Linked DNA regions of Mus musculus: regions 1, 2 and 4 are each linked to region 3. A link is a contact called in public Hi-C, HiChIP or PLAC-seq and promoter capture Hi-C data. All regions are on one chromosome and are shown on one strand. Each heading gives the region's core, a stretch centred on a gene start, on an enhancer-like site or on the middle of the called end of the contact. The rest is flanking DNA. Distances are from core to core; before and after follow the strand shown.

Evidence for each region. Promoter capture Hi-C pulls out the DNA fragments that hold promoters and counts their contacts. Hi-C and Micro-C count contacts between places; a contact is called where the count stands out from the background. HiChIP or PLAC-seq counts read pairs in DNA pulled down with a chosen protein or histone mark.
Region 1: a Hi-C map of CD8 T cells shows a contact between it and region 3, with 2.2 times the contacts expected there. The contact joins the enhancer-like site here to the promoter of Traip in region 3. A contact is called at or near these places in 2 of 39 promoter capture datasets (both in liver), 1 of 15 datasets of contacts at CTCF or cohesin (the NIH/3T3 cell line), 7 of 484 Hi-C or Micro-C datasets (CD8 T cells, LSK cells, embryonic stem cells and 3 more), 4 of 115 datasets of contacts at active chromatin or transcription factors (bone marrow-derived macrophages, effector CD8 T cells and embryonic stem cells) and 1 of 9 other capture datasets (adipose tissue).
Region 2: a contact with region 3 is called in a FOXA1 HiChIP or PLAC-seq map of pancreatic cancer cells. The contact joins the enhancer-like site here to the promoter of Traip in region 3. A contact is called at or near these places in 1 of 115 datasets of contacts at active chromatin or transcription factors (pancreatic cancer cells) and 3 of 9 other capture datasets (adipose tissue, liver and pancreatic islet).
Region 4: a contact with region 3 is called in a promoter capture Hi-C map of neural stem cells. The contact joins the promoter of Sema3f here to the promoter of Traip in region 3. A contact is called at or near these places in 2 of 39 promoter capture datasets (liver and neural stem cells) and 2 of 9 other capture datasets (adipose tissue and liver).

The regions. Positions count from the first base shown.
Region 1 is chr9:108,199,891-108,202,590 of GRCm38.p6, forward strand. No RefSeq gene overlaps it. Among named protein-coding and RNA genes, the nearest start is that of Bsn, 11 kb to the left of the region's middle. Within about 2 kb of position 1,396, at least 165 of the 459 cell types and tissues checked have an H3K27ac peak or open chromatin away from gene starts, as enhancers often do. A contact at or near this core is called in CD8 T cells, bone marrow-derived macrophages and regulatory T cells, where this site is marked.
Region 2 is chr9:108,118,842-108,121,541 of GRCm38.p6, forward strand. All of the region lies in intron 3 of Bsn (bassoon), which reads right to left. Among named protein-coding and RNA genes, the nearest start is that of 4930447F24Rik, 14 kb to the right of the region's middle. Within about 2 kb of position 1,365, at least 143 of the 459 cell types and tissues checked have an H3K27ac peak or open chromatin away from gene starts, as enhancers often do. A contact at or near this core is called in pancreatic cancer cells and pancreatic islet, where this site is marked.
Region 3 is chr9:107,949,582-107,952,283 of GRCm38.p6, forward strand. Traip (TRAF-interacting protein) reads left to right here and starts at 1,382. Exons shown (of 15, transcript NM_011634.3): 1 at 1,382-1,591. The coding sequence starts at 1,494. It overlaps Camkv (CaM kinase-like vesicle-associated), which reads left to right. Exons shown (of 11, transcript NM_145621.2): 11 at 1-110.
Region 4 is chr9:107,708,606-107,711,305 of GRCm38.p6, forward strand. It overlaps Sema3f (sema domain, immunoglobulin domain (Ig), short basic domain, secreted, (semaphorin) 3F), which reads right to left and starts at 1,357. Exons shown (of 18, transcript NM_001379496.1): 1 at 813-1,357.

The DNA of each region.
Region 1 (2,700 bases), core at 146-2,645, 250 kb after region 3:
CATCAGAATCCCCATGGCCAGTTCCTGCCCATCTCAACCCTGGGCTCCCTGAGGATGAATGCATCTGAAACAAAGCTAGTTTCCTCTCAGAGACTCCCTCAGAGGTCCACCCACCTCTGACACTAACTGGACCAGCTCTTTGCTCCACCTCTCTTTCCCAAGACCTTCTTTAGAAGACGTTCTAAGACTTACAGTGGTTCTCAACCTCCCCATAGCTGAGACCCTTTGATACAGTTCCTCATGTTGTGGTAACCCCCCAACCATAAAATTATTTTCGCTGCTACTTCATTACTGTAATTTTGCCACTGTTGTAAAGTGTAATGTAAATATCTGTGATTTCTAATGTCTTAGGCAACCTCTGTGAAAAGGCCATTTGACCCCAAAGGATCAACCCCCAAGTGTGCTCTCAACCTTAGACTGTTAACCGTAGGTTCCCTTAGTATCTAAGGGAAGTGGGGCATGATCCTGGAGCACTAAGTTCAAGTCACTGTGTAGGAAGGCTGACTTATCCTCAGCTTGCCCCATTGTGGTAGGCTCCAAACTTATCTGTCCCTATATCCTGAGACTAAGCTACCCTGTAGACAGAGAACAACAGCGTTCTTGGCCAGCTAGCGATCACCTGCTCTCCCAGTGTGTGCCGGGAGCTGGACAGTCTGAGGAAAGGCATTCTCTGGCGTTTCAGGGCACTCAGGCCCCAGGTCCACAAGAGAATGAGCCACCAATTCTCCATCCCCATTCGTTTCTCGGGTCATGTTCTTTGCCCAGGAGTACAGACTAAAACGACTCCAACAACCAGATGTGCCTAACTGCTAGTCTAGACGCTCCCAAATCCCGAAGTACCCTATCAGGCTATCCCCTGCCTCGGATGCTCTCAGGATCGAAGAAGGAGAGACTACAAATCCAACAAACCCAAATTGTGGAAATTAGACTCCATGGAGCACAGGTCTTAAAGTAAGAGAGAACTTTGTGCTGGCAAAGGATGAGGGTCTCCCCAACCCACGTTTATTTGTTTAGTAATCTGAATCAGAAACCAACTTTCAAGAGTTCTCTTTCCAACATATGGATCACGAGATCAAATTCAGGCAACCGCCCTTACACTAAGCCATCTTGCTAGGACGAGTAGTTAGAATCCTAAGGACTATATAATACACCAGAATTCAAACTTTGCAGGCAGAATTCAAACCCCAGAGCAGAAGCCAGCGCAAAGCCAGGGCCTCAACGTCACCCATTCCCCTGCAGGCTTCCTTTTAGGAGAGAGAATGTATTATGTGAATGACAGCCTCGGATTACCAGACACATTCTCAGAACCCAGCAGGGTAGTGAAGCCTGAGCGCCACTAGAGGACCGCTCCGCCCGCCTCTCTGCTTCAGTCCTGCCCACATCCGGGTGGCCCCTCCCTTCCCAGCTATGCTGGCGCAATTTAGCCCCTCCCTCCCTAAGTCATTCCAGCACACAGCCCGACTTTCTGATGCCTGCGGCATTCTTGTTCCCACCCACAACCCACCTCTTCAAGCCCCGCCCACTGCTGGCCTCTTAGTCCTATAGCGCTATCTCCTGGTAGTCGGGAGACATTGTTCTCCTTTGGGGCTAGTCAGCTGGGGCTTCCTTGGCGTGCTTGTGGAGCCACTATCAAATTGAGACCTAATCCTTGCTCTGGTCCTGAACCTGCCTAGAGATCTGGGCTTCACAGAACCCCCAAGAGACGTGGTCTCAGATGAAATTCGAGTCATCTTCAGCAAAGTAGGTGTCAACTGTTGCTCCTACCACTGGAATTCCCAGCAGATGGGCACCCCTCCTTTAAACTACTGTCTCCTCTGCATCTTCTAGAGTCCTCATAAAGAAGTGGTAAATCCATCCCTCATTAGGAGGTTTATTTAAAATGTTGGTCTTTATTGGGAAGAGAGGCTCCTTGGTCTTGCAAACTTTATATGCCCCAGTACAGGGGAACACCAGGGCCAAGAAGTGGGAGTGGGTGGGTGGGTGGGGGGAGTATGGGGGACTTTCAGGATAGCATTTGAAATGTAAATGAAGAAAATACCTAATAAAAATTGGAAAAAAAAACACCTTGATCTTCTACAATACAAACAAAATAATAGTGTTGGGGTCACACCTAGGAATGGAACTTGCCTTACGCTAGTTTGGAAAAATGTGGCCAACTTCTCTGCCTTAGCCATCGTGCATCAAAGACAGTAATTTATAGAAAGTGAGTAAAATAAATAACTTTTCTTTCTTTTTTTCTTATTTTCAAGATAGGACCTCACTGTGTAATCCTAGCTGACCTGGAACTCAAAGAGATCTACCTTCCTCCCAAAATGCTGGGGTTAACAGCAAGTGCTACCACACCGATTATCTTTTCCCTTTCATTTTCCTTTTCACTTTTAAAGATCTGTTTTTATTTATGTGTAAGTGTATCTATGTTAAATGTATGTCCTGGGTGTGGGTCCCCACAAAGACCAGAAGAGGGCATCCAGGAGGCTGAGACACCAGATGTGGGTGTTAGCCACTGAACTTGGGTCCTCAGGACTAACAAATAGCAAGTGCTCTGAACTGGAGAGCATTTCATCTCTCCTGCTCCCCACCTCCTCTTTTTGGGGGGCGGGGATGGTTTTGAGACAGGATTTCTCTGTATAGCCCTGGCTGTCCTGGAACTCACTTTGTAGACCAGGCTGGCCTTGAACTCAGAAATCCGCCTGCCTCTGC
Region 2 (2,700 bases), core at 115-2,614, 170 kb after region 3:
TGTCCTCAAACTCAGAAATACACCTGCCTCTACCTCCCAAGTGCTAGGCTTAAAAGTGTGCACCGCCACTGCCCCGCATCACTATTTATCATTATTATTAGCCACCACTCTTAAAAATCACTCAGTTTCAGGACCAGGGCTAAAGGCTGAAGACAGGGTCATGATGGCGATGACACACAGGGACCAGCACTGCTATAGTCTGAATGTGAACTGTTCCTACAAAACAAAGGCCTGTGTGTCTGAATACTTGGTCCGAAGCTGCTAGTGCTGCTTGGGAGGTGGTGGAACCTTTGGACATAGATTCTAAGGAGCTGTAATGGGTTGCTAAGGGAAGGTCTTTGAAGGTGATACCTACTTCTGGTTCCGGATCAAATTCTCTGCTTCCTGATCTGGTAAGATGTGAATGAGCTGTGCCCTAAGCCTCCATTGCCACAATCAGTGCCACCTCGGCTACCATGGTCCCCTCTAAAGTGGCAGTCAAAACAAACCTCGCCTCCTTTAAGTTCCTTCTATCTGCAATTTGGTCACTGCAATGAGAAGTGACTGATAGAAGCCCTTCCTGGAACCCACAGCCCTAAACAAGCCATGATAAATATGTCAAAGGAATCAGCAGGAAGTCCTAAGACTGCTAGAAACCAATTCTTCAAATCCCAGCTGACTGCACATGGCTGGGACTTGGACATCTCTGGTCCCTGAGTCAGGGGTTCTAGACCCACAGTAGGTCTAGCTGGACAGGAATATGTTGCTTTGGCTACATGAGGTAATGGGAATGAGGGTAACAGCCTAGCCCAGCCCAGAACAGCACCCTACTAACTGCTCAGTGCACACTTGCCCTTGTCACAGTGCCTAGACATGGGCTCCTCCCAGGAGCAGTACCATGAGAAAGACCATTATGTCTTGAGAAAGAGCCAAGGCATAGGAAAAAATGGTGTCCTGTTACTTTTGCTGCCTCAGACACACCTCTGAACCACCTCTGGTCTGTTGAACCCACTCCAGAAGCAGCAATCTAAAAGACAGTGAGGGTACCCTGGAAGGGCAGCATGGACAAAGGCAGAGCCCGTGTCCGGGGCTAGCCCCTGCAGAGGCCTGCTTATCTGTACCCACAAGTAAGGCCTTTAGTAGGCATGCTGCCAGTGGTCACAGGCTGGCTGGGACTTTGCTCCTTCACAGGTATATTCATGGAGGCAGCCGGGTTTCAGGAAAGCTTCCTGGTGGCTCTCTTGCTCCTGGCTCTGCTTTGTAAGCAGTGAGAAAGGGCGGGCGGGGGGGGGGGGGTGCGGGGAGAAGGCGGTGTGTGAAGGAAGAGCTAAAAATAAGCACTTGACCCGCCTGCTGGAGGCCCTTCACAGCCCACTGGGAGCAGGAGCAGTGTACAAGCACGGAGGCTGGGAGGAGCTGGGCAGAGGACTGGCCAAAGCCTCCTCCTGGGTATGGGTGAAAGGCAGGCCATGTGCAACGCCCACACCTAGGAGTCTGAGCACAGCTGTTGAGGTATCAACTCATTCATTCAATCTACCTCCATCTCAGCCCCACCCCAATGTGCCCCCACCTCCACCCCTGATCCTTCCGTTTCTGGATCGTCCACCCATTCATTCTCTCCCTTGAGTCTTATCTCCTTACTTCATTCATTCACCCACTCAGAATATGACTGTCTCCCTTGCTAAGCCCTGCCCAGCCCCAGCAGAGGGAGGTTGGCTGGCTGGCTGTCCTTTTTGCTTGGCTCTTTGGTGAGCAGCCAGAGAATGGACAACGGGGAGACTGATGACCACCTCTGCCTTGTTAGTCCTTTTGGGGACAGGAAGATACAGATCTCCCAAGAACAATCATCAGCTCCAGTTGGGAGATGTAAAGGCGTGTACCGAGGAGCTCAGTGGTTCAAGGCGGCATTTCTGCACAAGTGTCCGAGCACAGCATCACACCCGGTTCTCATGGAAACCAAAGATGATCATTAGAGCTTCCAATCCACACACAAGGGGAAGGAAGTAAAGTGTGTGTGGGGGGTGAAGTATGGGGAAACCCCAAAGCATGTGAGAACTGTGGTCTCTGAGTCACCGGCCAGTGAGGACTGGGAGACTGTGTGGGGTTGTGTGGGATGCTGGGCATCCTGACACTGTCTAAAGGAGGCCACAGGCCTGTTCTCTGAGTTTGTGGAGCTGCCTGTGTGCCAGCTCTTGTGGCCCATCCTGATCTACACCTCATGGCCAGCTACCTGGCTTTCCACGCCGCTGGACCACAGGGCAGCTCAGTACAGTGGCTCAGGCCTATAATTTTGAGAGGCTGACCCAAGAGAGTTGCCATGAGTTTGAGGCCAGCCTTGGCTAAAAAGAGAGATTCTGTCTCACAGAACCAAATACCTCCCTCAAAATAAATAAACAAACAAACAAACAAACACCCACAAAAGAAACCCAAAAGGTAAAGACTCAGACACTGGGCCACAGGCACGGCCAGTCTCAGCGCTGCTGGACTTTTACGATTGTGTAATGTCCATTCCACCCCATGGCCCTGGGTATACCCAAGCTCCTCCTTTCTGCCTCCTAGAAGGAAGCCTTACCCAGTGTGTGCAGTGTGCTCCCTGGAAGCTGAGATGTGCCCCTCTCATGCCCTAGCCCCAAGCATGTTCATTCCCCATGCAGTTCTCCTCCGGGATCCCCGAGCCTATCCTGGCCACAGTGTTTACGGTGAGGAGTCCTCCCCTCAGGG
Region 3 (2,702 bases), core at 132-2,631:
CCCTTCTCCCTGCATGCCTGTGGGTCTGCTCTGGTATGTGAAGGTTGGTGGGCTAACTGTGTGCCTACTGAACCTGGCAAATAAACGTCACCCTGCAAAGCCTCTGGCCACCCTCTTGCCTTTGCTTCCTCTGTCCTCTTGGGGAGGAGCCTATGGAAGGCAGTGCGGGAGGGACGAGGCTGTGGGACGATCAGTTTTTGGGTAGCGGTTGATGCTTAGTGTGTTGCTTGGAGTGAGAGTGGAGGTCACCTTCTCCAGTGTCTACCTGGATGATGTTGATGGGACTCCTCTGGACGCTAAAAATCCCACGAGAGTGGTGTGTTTCAGCTAAAAACTATCCCGAGCTGAGCGCCGAAGGGCTGACGCTTTTCCGATTCTTGTTGACAAAGAGCCTTTGTCTTAACTTGGACTTAGAGGTGGAATCTACTCAGGGCCAACCACTATAGGAAGTGACCTTGCGCGTGGGCACAGTGGGGAGAGGGTGGGATTGCACAACAGTTCTGTGCTTCTTGATGCCTACTTCCTGTGAATACCTGTGCTTTCCACTTAGACCAAAAAGATTTCATTCTGTCTTCCCCGGCTGGAGCAGACCTACTTTATAAAGTTATGTATGCTTCTTCTGAGGGAGTAATACTGCTAACGATACCGTAAAAATCGCTAAGGAGCCTCGCTTCAACTCAAGATGGCCTTTCTCAGGGAGGACCTTAAATTATCTGATGTGGGAATAATAAAGAGGGTTTGTTATTTCCTGGTCTTTGAAGCATCTGTACCTCCAAAATCACCATCCTACAGTCTCAGGTATGAGGCATTCTGGGAGGAAAGGGCTAAATTACTAGCTCCAGTGTCTACCTAATCTCAAAGGTTATTAGGTCATATTTGAATAAAGCCAGGACTAGTGTAGTGGTTCGAAGGGCTAGGACTTAATGTGTCCACCTTTCCAAGATGATCCATAGTAGAAGGTTTAGAAAGTGGGGAGCCCTCTTTCTGTTTGGGAACTGTGGGCTGCCAGCGTATGGCCTATTACTTTCCATAGCCATGGTACCATCATCCCCTTTTCTTGGCATTCCAGTCTATTTGACTGCCCTGAAGTGCAGCAAGAAGGGGTCTGGTTCACTTCGCACCGGCTCTAGCTTGAGACAATACCCGGCTTAGCAGGGATAGGGGTCAGACTGTAGTTTCACTGTTTTACGCCACAGGGGATCGCAGGGTTTTGCGGTAGAAACAGGGACCCACTCCCAGGAGACCCGAAGGAGCTAAATCCCAGGATTCCGCACGGCTGGCGGGCTGCTTATCACAGCCCTCCAGCGCCCCGCCCCGAAGTTTGTCCAATCAGAGGGAAGCACTCAGGCGTGGGTTTGTTATTCCTTCCGGTTCACTACCGGAAGTCGTGCGGTGGAGCGAAATTTGAAGGAACCGGAGCGGTGGCCGGTTCGGCCACCAAACTGTGTCTGTCGCTGGCAGCTGGTTCCCTGGGCTGCTTGAGTCGAGCCATCATGCCTATCCGCGCTCTGTGCACTATCTGCTCCGACTTCTTCGATCACTCCCGTGACGTGGCTGCCATCCACTGTGGCCACACTTTTCATCTGCAATGGTGAGTGACGGCGGTGTAGGGCCCCGTGCGTGTCCTAGAACCACTTAGACGCTATGGGGGTGTCGGGCCTAGAGACAATCCCTCCTCCGAACTAAGACAAGTGACGACGACATTAGAGGAGCCTCACGGAAGCTTTCCAACCTGGGCCGAAGTGGGCCAGGTGGAAGTGATACCGGTAGCCCACGGTGAAAGAGTGCTTCTTTATTGCGCTAAGAAATGACTTCAAAACTATTAGTTTGAGCGAAGATGAGCTTTTACTGCACTAACGAGCTATTGTATTTTATTTGAGAGTCAAGAGACAGACCAACAGCCGGGCGGTGGTGGCGCAAGCCTTTAATCCCAGCACTTGGGAGGCAGAGGCAGGCGGATTTCTGAGTTCGAGGCCAGCCTGGTCTACAGAGTGAATTCCAGGACAGCCAGGGCTATACAGAGAAACCCTGTCTCGCAAAACAAAACAAAAAAAGAAACAGACCAATTTATGCTGATAGGTTTCTGGCAATCTTTAAGGGTCTGTCGTTTGCTGGAATGCTTTGGATTGTTTCTATCCAGAAACACCTCGTTGATCAGACACTCCAGTACACCTGGCTTAACTTGGAATGGCAAGGAAGTGTGTTCCTGTCGTCGAGGGGTCCTGATGTTCAGTTGTCTTGTGGGTGACGAAAGAGTCCCTTTGCAACTGAGCAGGCTGATCCAAAGCTCCCAACCAAAGAGAAAATAAGGTAGAAGAGAGGTCTCCTTTGGGAGACTGGGAGGTTTTTGAGGGGCAATAGGGCCCACAAAGCAGGAAGTGGTGTGAACACTTCTGGGTGTCTCCCATTTGCAAAGCTTTGTTTAAAACCGACCTTAGAGTCTGTTGTGTTGCATATCCCAGTACAGGCTGGGGAGGAGGGACAGTGTGGAGACTGAATGATTGGGAGTTTTAAGGTTAGTCTCAGCTACATAAGTAAGGCAAAAGTCAGCCTGAATTTTCCCAGACCTTGTGTCAAAAAGACAAACAAACAAAACCACATAATACAGTGTTGTGTGGCCTGAGCTCCATTCCTAAGGAGCCATTGTGTAGTTAGGTTAGAAGTAACCCCGCCACTAAAGCTACTTTGTATCACCTGCTCTC
Region 4 (2,700 bases), core at 107-2,606, 240 kb before region 3:
ACAGGGAGGCTTCAGTCTGTCCTCTCCCCAGATGTTAATGGTCTGGTGGCAAAATGCACCTATTTCAAGAATGAGGAGTTATAGGTCCGGCTGGGACCCCAGCCTTAGTTCCAAAGGACTCTTCATCTTGACACTTTCCTTACCTCACCTGCTCTAGACAACCCGCCACCCCCCATGGTCCCTTGCCCACTTCACCACTAGGGTCCGTGGTTCAAACTGGGGCTTGACCCCAGGCTCTTCCAACTTAACAACACCTCACTTACACCGAGACCCCTGAACCGGAGAAGGACCGAGAGGCAGCTGGGGGCCAGGAGATCGGCAAATGGCTGAAAGAAAAGCCCATTTGGAAACAGATCCCCTTGTCTTGCGGTTCCGGGCGACCCTCCACGTGGGGGCTTCCAATTTAGACCTTCCCCTGGGGCTGACCTGGTCTTCAGATTAGAGACACTGTGGCAGTGCAAACGCGCCGTTTGGGAAAGAGTGCAGGCGTCAGCAGAGGACTAAAACAGAAGGATCCGAACTCCCACTCAACGAGGGTAAGGGTACCCACCCAAAACCTTGCGGGGGTGGAAAAAGTTAATTCACACACCAGTGATCCCGCAGGCCACATCACCTAGTCACACACACATCTTTACAGCGCCCGGGAACCGGGGAGGTTCAGGACGCCGGGACAGGTATGAAGCACATCCTAGTTCTGTCGCCTGGTACCCGCAGACAGTGTGCCACGGTTCGCCAGACCTCGCGCACTTCTAAGGAGTTGCAGTGCCGCGGATCCTAGTGGGGTCGGGAGGTCGTGTTCTCTCCGTACTCACCTCGTCCACGGCGGCGGGGCCTGGGCGCCCGGGCAGCGGTGGCCGCCGCAGCAGCGGAGAGGTTCGCGTCCGGCCGGTCCGCTTTAGCTGCCCCCCCCCCGGGCCACGGCCCTGTCCGCGCCCTCTTGTCTCTTAGCCTGAGCCGGGATCCGCACCGCGGACTCGGCTTCACTGGGTCCCCTGGCTTCGTGCACGTCAGCAGCCGAGGCCCCGGGCCCTAGCCCGGGCCATGGAAAGGCTCAGGGGCGCTCGGGGCCGCCTCCCCCGGGGCGGGCTGCGGGCGCCCCCTGGCCTGCGCGCCGAGGGCGCATTCCCCGGTGCGGGGCGCGGGCGGTGGCGCGCGCTAGGCTACAGAGCGCTGCGCTGGGCTCGGCCGGGTGGCGCTGCGCTTGCCTGGCTGTCTGACTAGGGCCCGGAGACCGAGCGGGGCTGCGCGGGTCCTCGAAGCGTACCCTGGCTCTACGCTGCGCTCGGGGCTCCCTGGACCGCTGCGGTTTGTTCCCTAGCTGCTCAGGTCTCGAGGCCGCTGGCGGGACGGGACGCTCGGAGCCGCGCGCGGAGCGCAGGCAATTGGCCGCCCGTGGGCGACATTTGCATAGCACGGCCCCGCCCCGCCGGGCCCGCCCGGCCCCACCTCCGGGGCGGGACCCTCCCGGCCACCGCCCCGCCCCCGCTCCACCTGTCCGCGGGCAGGGCTCAGGGTTCCCAGGCGGTGGGCAACCCGCGCCAGGGGAGACTGCTCTGCACCCTGCACCCCCGCCCTGGCATCGCGGGCGGCGCCCCCGCCCCGCCCTGGCTTTGTCTCTCCGTGGATACACGGCGCACATCGCGCCTGGTGTTTACCCGGGCATTCAACTCCCTGGTGAGAAGGGCTGGAGCGCAGGGGAGCAACCAGCTAGCACTCACCTGCGCGCCCCCTTCCGCGTTCCTCCTTCCTACTTGCTGCCAGCCACGGCCCAGCGGCGAAGGACCTGGGATGGCCCAGGCCTCTCAGCAGGTGGCGGTGCAGCCCTTGGGACGGTTGGCACTTCTGGACCTTCCGACAGATGGCTACCTCCAGAGTAGGTCAAGTGGGTGCAGCCCAGCCACTAGCTCTGTCCAGCTAGCCAAATGCTCCAAGTGATCACCTCAAACACCAGTAAGTCTCATTTCAAGCCAGCGGTCCTCACAGACTTTCCCTTTACAGTGCCATATTCCAGAGAACCCAGATGACAGGAGGACGACTCAAGGCATACCCCCCACCCCTCTGCTATGAAAAGGGCACTTGCTTTCAAATCTCAACAATTGAGCAAGAGCCTCCCCTGACCCCAGGAAGGGTCCCTCTGAGCAGCCCATCCCCCAAGGTCATGGCCTCATCAGCCAGAACCACTTCTCAGCCCTTCCCCATACACTCTTGCTGTGGTCCCAGGAGGCTTTGGCCCTCTTTGTCCTCTGCTTCCTCCCTGTCCTCCATCTCCTATTCCCTCCTCTTCTCTCCCTTCTCTTCTGTCTTCCTCCTTTCTTTCTCTCTGCCTTCTGCTCTCTCCCCACTCAGTCCTCCATTTGTCTTCTTCCTCCCCTTCCTACCCCTCTTTCCTCCTGTCTTCCTTTTCCATTTCTCTTTTCTTCTTCCTCCATCCTCTCCTTTTCCTGGCTACAACTCCCAGAAGAGCCACTCTTCCTCTGACCCACTGGCTGGCTGACTGTGTGCATTAGGTGGGTATCAGAGGGCTGCTGGGATACTACTGAGGGTCACCTGACTCACAAGTGGGGTACTTCCTATGCTTCCAAGAGGGCCTGGCTGTTTAAGGTGAGGAAATGTCTACCTGCTGTAGTGAGGGACAGCACCGATCTGATCTTCTCCCTAATGTCATACTTCACTCAAAACATTAACAAAGCCGGGCGGTGG